Regions from separate parts of the Sus scrofa genome. Here region 1 is linked to region 2. Evidence: chromatin contacts called from public Hi-C data. All regions are on one chromosome and are shown on one strand. Each heading gives the region's core, a stretch centred on a gene start, on an enhancer-like site or on the middle of the called end of the contact. The rest is flanking DNA. Distances are from core to core; before and after follow the strand shown.

Region 1 (3,331 bases), core at 298-2,797, 210 kb before region 2:
TAAAAGAGTAGAACTAGGCACCACTTCCTGGGTCTGTGCTGCTCCAGTGGAGACAGGCAGAGTGTGACCCAAATGGAATATTCCAAGGACTCCTGAGCCCAAAGCAGGTGTTCTGTTTGTTCAGTCGGGTTGCCCTTTATTTTAAAGGTAATGAGGTGATTAAAAAGAGTCCTGTGTAGTTAAACATACTTATATAAGCTGTGGGGGTGGCTGATAAATATTTTTAAGTATTAAAAATATGTCTGCGTCCTTTTTTAATGTCCCAAGTACTAGAGATTTCCACAATTCCCAAATATAGCCACTAGAGGGTGCTGCCAAATCATACTTAAATCACAAAATCAGCAGCTGAATAAATAAATGCTTTTGTCCTGTTTCTGCAATCAAAACAAAAAAGAAAAAGAAAAAAAAAAGAAATTTCCATACGCATGAGTGCAATTCAGTATAAAAAGGGGCAGGATTTTTTTTTTTTTTTAAACAATGCACAGTACAGGCCCATCAAGCAGCAAAAGCAATGAATTCCTGTACTGCCAACAGATTCAAGTAAATCTCGGTAAGAAGTGATAGACAAATTGATGTAGTGATACCTTTGCTTGAATTGTTCTCTTAGAAGAATTTTGTATTTGCATTGAAGGAGATGATTGCCTGAAAAGCTGTGCACTTTTTGTCATGCTTTGCTTTGGGGGGTAGTGAAAACGCTTCCACACAGAGATTTGAGAAGGAAACTGAGATCTCCTTGGAGGACTGCAGTATCCCAGTGAGGGCAAGAAAACCAGCTGATATTGATATGCATCTTGTCAGGCTCAGGCTGAGAACAGAGCATGACCCCAGCACCTGCTGGGATATGACCTGAACCACCTGAAGAGAATAGACAGTCAGGAGGCAGGTTTGCCCCAACTCACTGTGAACATACGTTCTGAAGTTCATTGTCAGACCCATGTTTGGAATTGAGAGAAGTGTGAAAGATGATTAGAGTCTTCAGGCTGCCAATCAAATTCTATGCAATCTGTAGGGCAGATTTTATCAGGAGGAGAGGGGAGCAGCCTGCACTGAGCACTTATCCTATACCACCACCCCATATCTTACCCTATTTTACTCTCAAGGCAAGTTTAAGGTGAGTATTATTATCTCATTTTGTAGATGACTGGGATCAGACATAAAAACTCCCTCAAAGTCCTATAACCAGCAAAGTCAGAGATAAGCCAGATGAACTCAAAGCCTGTGCCCTTTGACTTAACCCACTCCTATACCTAGTGCATGCTTTCCGTGTACCAGATACTCTTCCAAGTACGTCACGCATCATTTCATTTACAACCACAGTAGGTCTAACAAAGAGGTACTGATGCTGTTATTGACATTTTAAAGGTGAGGCAACCAAAGCTCAGAGAGGCTAAGATGTAAAATAGCTGCAAGGTGACTTCCATGAATTCCAAACCAGGCCATGAAGTTCCAGAACTGTTGTTGTGAAACAAACCGCCACCCAGGGCCCCTCAGCAGGCACTCAGATGTTGGCTGAGTTACAAATCCTCAGACCAAAGGCCATGACTGCCTAAAGGGAAAGGGTTTCTCTCCCTGTACACACCATTAGATTAAGTAACGCTTGCTTGGAGCGTATTTGCTGGGTTCCTCTTTTCGTGCTTTATATTTATGATATCATTTGGTTCTCACAGTAGTCCTTGGAGAAAGGAATAGTATCTCCATGTTTAGATGGGGATACTTGTGCCAGAAAGGTTACTTAACCTACCCAAGGATATGCAATTAATAAATAGCAGAAGTAAGACTAAAATGTAACATCTGTTTAACTTGGAAGGATTTTCATGAAGTATTGTTGAATAAGAAAAGCCAAATCCCAAAAAGCACACACATTGCATTTATATAAAGAATTACATCAACACGGAAAAAAAATAGAAACAAACATCTTAGGTTGTTAATCTAGGTTATAGGAGAAGGTGTGGTAAGGATGTAAAAAGTATATACAACACGTATTTTTTTCCATAGGTGAAAACTATGCATCTGTGTGAGGATAGGTACATAAAGTTATACAATTTAAATAAAAATTATGACAAATAAAAATAATTAAATAAGTTAATAGATATTTGATAAAAGTCGGTAGCCATTTTTGGTTAAAGCTCTTAGAACAAACACTTTATGGATCTGTCTTTCTCATCCTGGATTATTAACAGAAATCAAAAGTAAGCATGATATTTAAGTTTAAAACTCTGAGTGTATTCGAGTTAGAGTCAGAAACAAGACTAGGAATCCAACTATTATTCTCTATTATTCAACATTGTTCTGGAAGTTCTAGTTCATGCAATAAGGACAAAAAAAAAAAAGAATTAAGAAGGTGAAATCTTTAGAAAGGAAGACACAAAATTACATGTGCAAGTAATTCTGTTATAAAAGAAAAAATACACATATTTTTGTCAATACAAAAATGCCTTCACACAACATAGAACCAATCCTAGATACCATTATTATTTATTTATTTAATTTTGCTTCTTAGGGCTGCACGCAGGGCATATTGAAATTCCTATATGGGGGTTGAATCAGAGCTAGGGGCCAATCGGAGCCATCACAGCCACAGAAACATGGAATCCAAGCTGCCTCTGTGACCTACACCACAGCTCGCGGCAATACCAGATCCTTAACCCACTGAGTGAGGCCAAGGATCAAACCCACATCCTCATGGATGCTAGTCAGGTTCATTACCACTGAGCCACGACAAGAACTCCACTAGACACCACTTTTAAATTGGCAAAAATTAACGTTGGTGCCATTTTAACTCCTTTACCACCTATCACCTGGTAGTTCCTACCCCTCCAAGTCTTGGGGCTGTTATGTTTCTCTAAGCTCCAGGTGGTTTTTAAGGTGAGTTCTAGAACAACAACAGCAACAGCAGGGAGCTCTCATCTCTAGAAAGGGGGGAAGTGTTGAGAACACTGACTGCTGTGGAAGCAAATCATTTCTCTGCAGAAATATGATAGGTGGAATAAGATCCAAAAAAGTAAGGACTGCATGGAACATTAACATGGTAATGGTGGTAAGGAACATACATATCCATGCAACTACACACATGCGTGTGTGTCTTTTATACATAACACAAATAATTACAGATATTAAAGGCCAAACATGTAGCAAAAGGATATTTAAAAGTTAAAATTAGATTCTAGTGCTCTAGAGAGAAGAAAAAAATATTCTTTGCAAAAGGAATAAAATAAGCAAATTAGATGGCATCGGACTTCTAGATACACCTTCAAATGAAGATACTCCTTCAAAGTTCTGAAAGAAAACTGTCTTCAGCTTACATCCTTAATCAAATGTGGAGGCAATATAA
Region 2 (3,258 bases), core at 425-2,924:
GTTATTTCCAACCACTTTATGTAAATTGAGTACTTCTTTAATTCCTTACCTCAACATCCAGTTTATTTTTCTTAGATTGCCAATGTTTGTAAATTTTTTTTTAATTTTGTGTGCGGGTGTGTTTATCTCTTCTACTAGAGGCTAAACTTCTTAAGGGCAGGGACCACATCTGGCTTGTTCACCTCTAAACCCCAGCACTAATACAATGCCTAACACAAAGCAAGCACTCAATAAAAAAAATCGGTGAGTGGATTAATCAGTAACAAACACTGCCATTTATAATATGCAGCTCTATAATCTGTAATGTACATGTTAAGCTCCTAAACCAGAGCAGCACTGGAAGGTATGGCAGGGTGAGGCAGCAGGTAGTGTGTATTAAAAGCTTTCTTCTGCTTTAGAACCAGAGGTATCCCATTTGGCCTCATTTGATTGCCTGTCACCTGTGATCCAGATGCCACAGTTCATTCTACTGGCTGTACCAGTATCAAACACATTTGTATGGAAGGTTCTGGACCTACTACTCCAGGGAATAGTTTGGAAGCAGAGAACTGTTTAATCTCTGGAACCATGTAGTTTGACAGCTCAGGAGGCACTAGTCTTAGCCGGCCAGGCACGCCTTCTGGCACTTCTCTCATCTCAGTTTTGGAGGAGCAGATCCCTCGCTGGAAGTCACTTCTTTTTTTTTTTTTTTTTTTTTTTTTTTTTGTCTTTTTGACATTTCTTAGGCCGCTCCCACAGCATATGGAGGTTCCCAGGCTAGGGGTCTAATCAGAGCTGTAGCCACCAGCCTACACCACAGCCACAGCAACATGGGATCCGAGCTGCGTCTGCAACCTACACCACAGCTCACGGCAACGCCGGATCGTCAACCCACTGAGCAAGGGCAGGGACCAAACCTGCAACCTCATGGTTCCTAGTCGGATTCATTAACCACTGCGCCACGATGGGAACTCCTGGAAGTCACTTCTTTTGCAAGCTATCCACAGATGGTTAATGAGCATTGTGTTCAGTGATGGGCCATTAGTATGGACCGGCAAGACAAAGTCAAATGAAGCATGTTCTCAGGTGGCTCAAGACAGACAAGTGTACAAAGAAAGTTTCTGCTTTTGAGTTGATAGAGGCAGAGAGCATTATCTTGATTCATATAGGCATTCTCCTTCTGACACACATATAAAACCATTTAGATGAACCAACACAGGAGTTCCCATTGTGGCTCAGCAGGTTAAGAACCCAACATAGCATCCGTGAGGATGTGGGTTCAAAACTTGGTCTCACTGAGTGGGTTAAGGATCCAGCATTGCCGCAAGCTTCGGCATAGGTCACAGATGTGCCTCAGATCCAGTGTTACTGTGGCTGTGGTGTAGGCCTCAGCTGCAGTCCCAATTTGATCCCTAAGCCCAGGAACTCCCATATGATATACTGCAGGAACAGCCATAAAAAGAAAAAAAGACCAAAAAAATAAGTGAATCAACACAATAAGGGAACCCACAGACATGTTAATGTGTACAGTCATATTTGCCATCTCTCATAAGAGCCTGAAAGTATCATGTAGAAAATGAATCTCACTCCAAGCATATGAATCAGACTTTCATTCAGCACAATGACTGTTCCTTTAAGGGAATGTCTAGAGCTGCTGCACTGTCCAGCCCAGTAAGCACAATGGAACATTTTCCTTGGGATTACCTCACTCCCAGTGACCCACACAGGAAATAATTATTTTGGTAGTCGCCAGTAAACAGTGAAACACACTTACTTGAAAAATAAGCTCTTTTTTGACCCTGCAAGACAGTGGCTTCATGAGCATAGCTGGACTAGTTTCCACCCAAATTCAACAATTTTATATGTAAAGGGTACCTTATTCTTGGATTGTGGGTTCTCAGATCCAGGCCACACTTCAGAGTTCTGCCAAAAAGCCACAGCCAACAGTAGCTTTCTTGTATTTCTGGCTAAAAAGATTGTGGCATCAATGAAAAATTGAATTGCTTTTCCTGGGATAGAATATGGAAATTTCATAAATGTCCTAGCAACAAGCTCAAACACTCTAGTCATGTCTGAGAAGGTACTTCTGCCCTTACTGACGTCAGTCATGGGGTGTGTCAGAGAAATATGGCCACGTTAGGAATAAGTGACAGTTTGTTGTAGACAGGATTTGGGGGTCTGAGTGAAAAGGCTAGATCTCTACTGCGTATTATCTGTGGCCTAATTCACAGCCTTTTCTTTCTCTGTGTATTCCCCCAAAAGGTAGCACCCTAATTGGAAGATACAAAGCTCAGGAGAGTAATGCTGCCTGTTGAAACACATGAGTTGAATTAACAAGGCTATAATCTCAACTAAAATTGACTCTATTCCACTGAAATCCAAAGTCATCAACTTAGGAGAGTCCTGAAACCAAAAATAATAGTACTTTAAACACCACAGATGCTTTTTCCTTTCTCATCTAACAGTCTGGGGGTACGTGGTTCAGGGCTGGTATGGCAGCTAGAGGTGCAGAGACGAGGTGCCTCTGTCATGTAGCTTCACCATCCTTGGACCCACGTGATCCAGGATGAATCACTCTCACATCCCAGCCAACAAGAAGGTTAAGATGGAGAAAGGGAGGGGCTGCCTCTTACCTTTAAGGATACAGCTCAGAAATGATATCATTTCTGCTTATATTCCATTGGCCAAAACTAAGTCATATGACCAACGAATGTCAAAGTTGGTTCCAGCTACATATGGGCGATTCTATTACTAGAGAAAAAAAAGGAGACTCAGTATTGTGATTTAGCCAGTGGTTGGCCACAACGGTCAATTTTCAGATTACTCCTTTGATGATGGAAAGTTGTCAGAAGACAGTCTCTTTCCCTGCAAAGCTATTGCACTTGCCCCCCTCCAAAATTATCCCGCTTATCAGCCTACTAAATGCCTGTATGATATACTGGGGTGCTTAAGGAAGAAAAGGCCATGAGAGAAGAACTACAGTGTCCATGAACCTTTGTGTGCTGACATCTGGCAGGATCAGTAAGCTGGGCTGTGCCCTTTCCTGGGAAATTTCCCTGATGATGGCTCTGGGTGGGTCTGAGCAGTGTCACCATTTCTTCTCTAGACTAACAACACTGCTTTGTTCACCTCAAGATCCAGAGGTTACCCCATTTTGGTGAGGATTAGCTTGTCTCATTTTGCTTTCTCTCTAGTCCTATAAAGAGAATAAAATAGTAATGAGTCAGGGGTGCAAAACTCCCAGCAAATTTCAGCTTTGGAAAGGAGGGAGGATTTCTC

The links. A called contact is a pair of places that touch in the nucleus more often than the background predicts.
Region 1: a Hi-C map of subcutaneous adipose tissue shows a contact between it and region 2, with 2.4 times the contacts expected there. The contact joins two enhancer-like sites. A contact is called at or near these places in 2 of 47 Hi-C or Micro-C datasets (psoas muscle and subcutaneous adipose tissue) and 1 of 2 datasets of contacts at active chromatin or transcription factors (skeletal muscle).

The regions. Positions count from the first base shown.
Region 1 is chr15:107,321,692-107,325,022 of Sscrofa11.1, reverse strand. No RefSeq gene overlaps it. Among named protein-coding and RNA genes, the nearest start is that of ICOS, 27 kb to the left of the region's middle. Within about 2 kb of position 1,547, at least 14 of the 83 cell types and tissues checked have an H3K27ac peak or open chromatin away from gene starts, as enhancers often do. A contact at or near this core is called in subcutaneous adipose tissue, where this site is marked.
Region 2 is chr15:107,112,842-107,116,099 of Sscrofa11.1, reverse strand. No RefSeq gene overlaps it. Among named protein-coding and RNA genes, the nearest start is that of CD28, 14 kb to the left of the region's middle. Within about 2 kb of position 1,674, at least 22 of the 83 cell types and tissues checked have an H3K27ac peak or open chromatin away from gene starts, as enhancers often do. A contact at or near this core is called in subcutaneous adipose tissue, where this site is marked.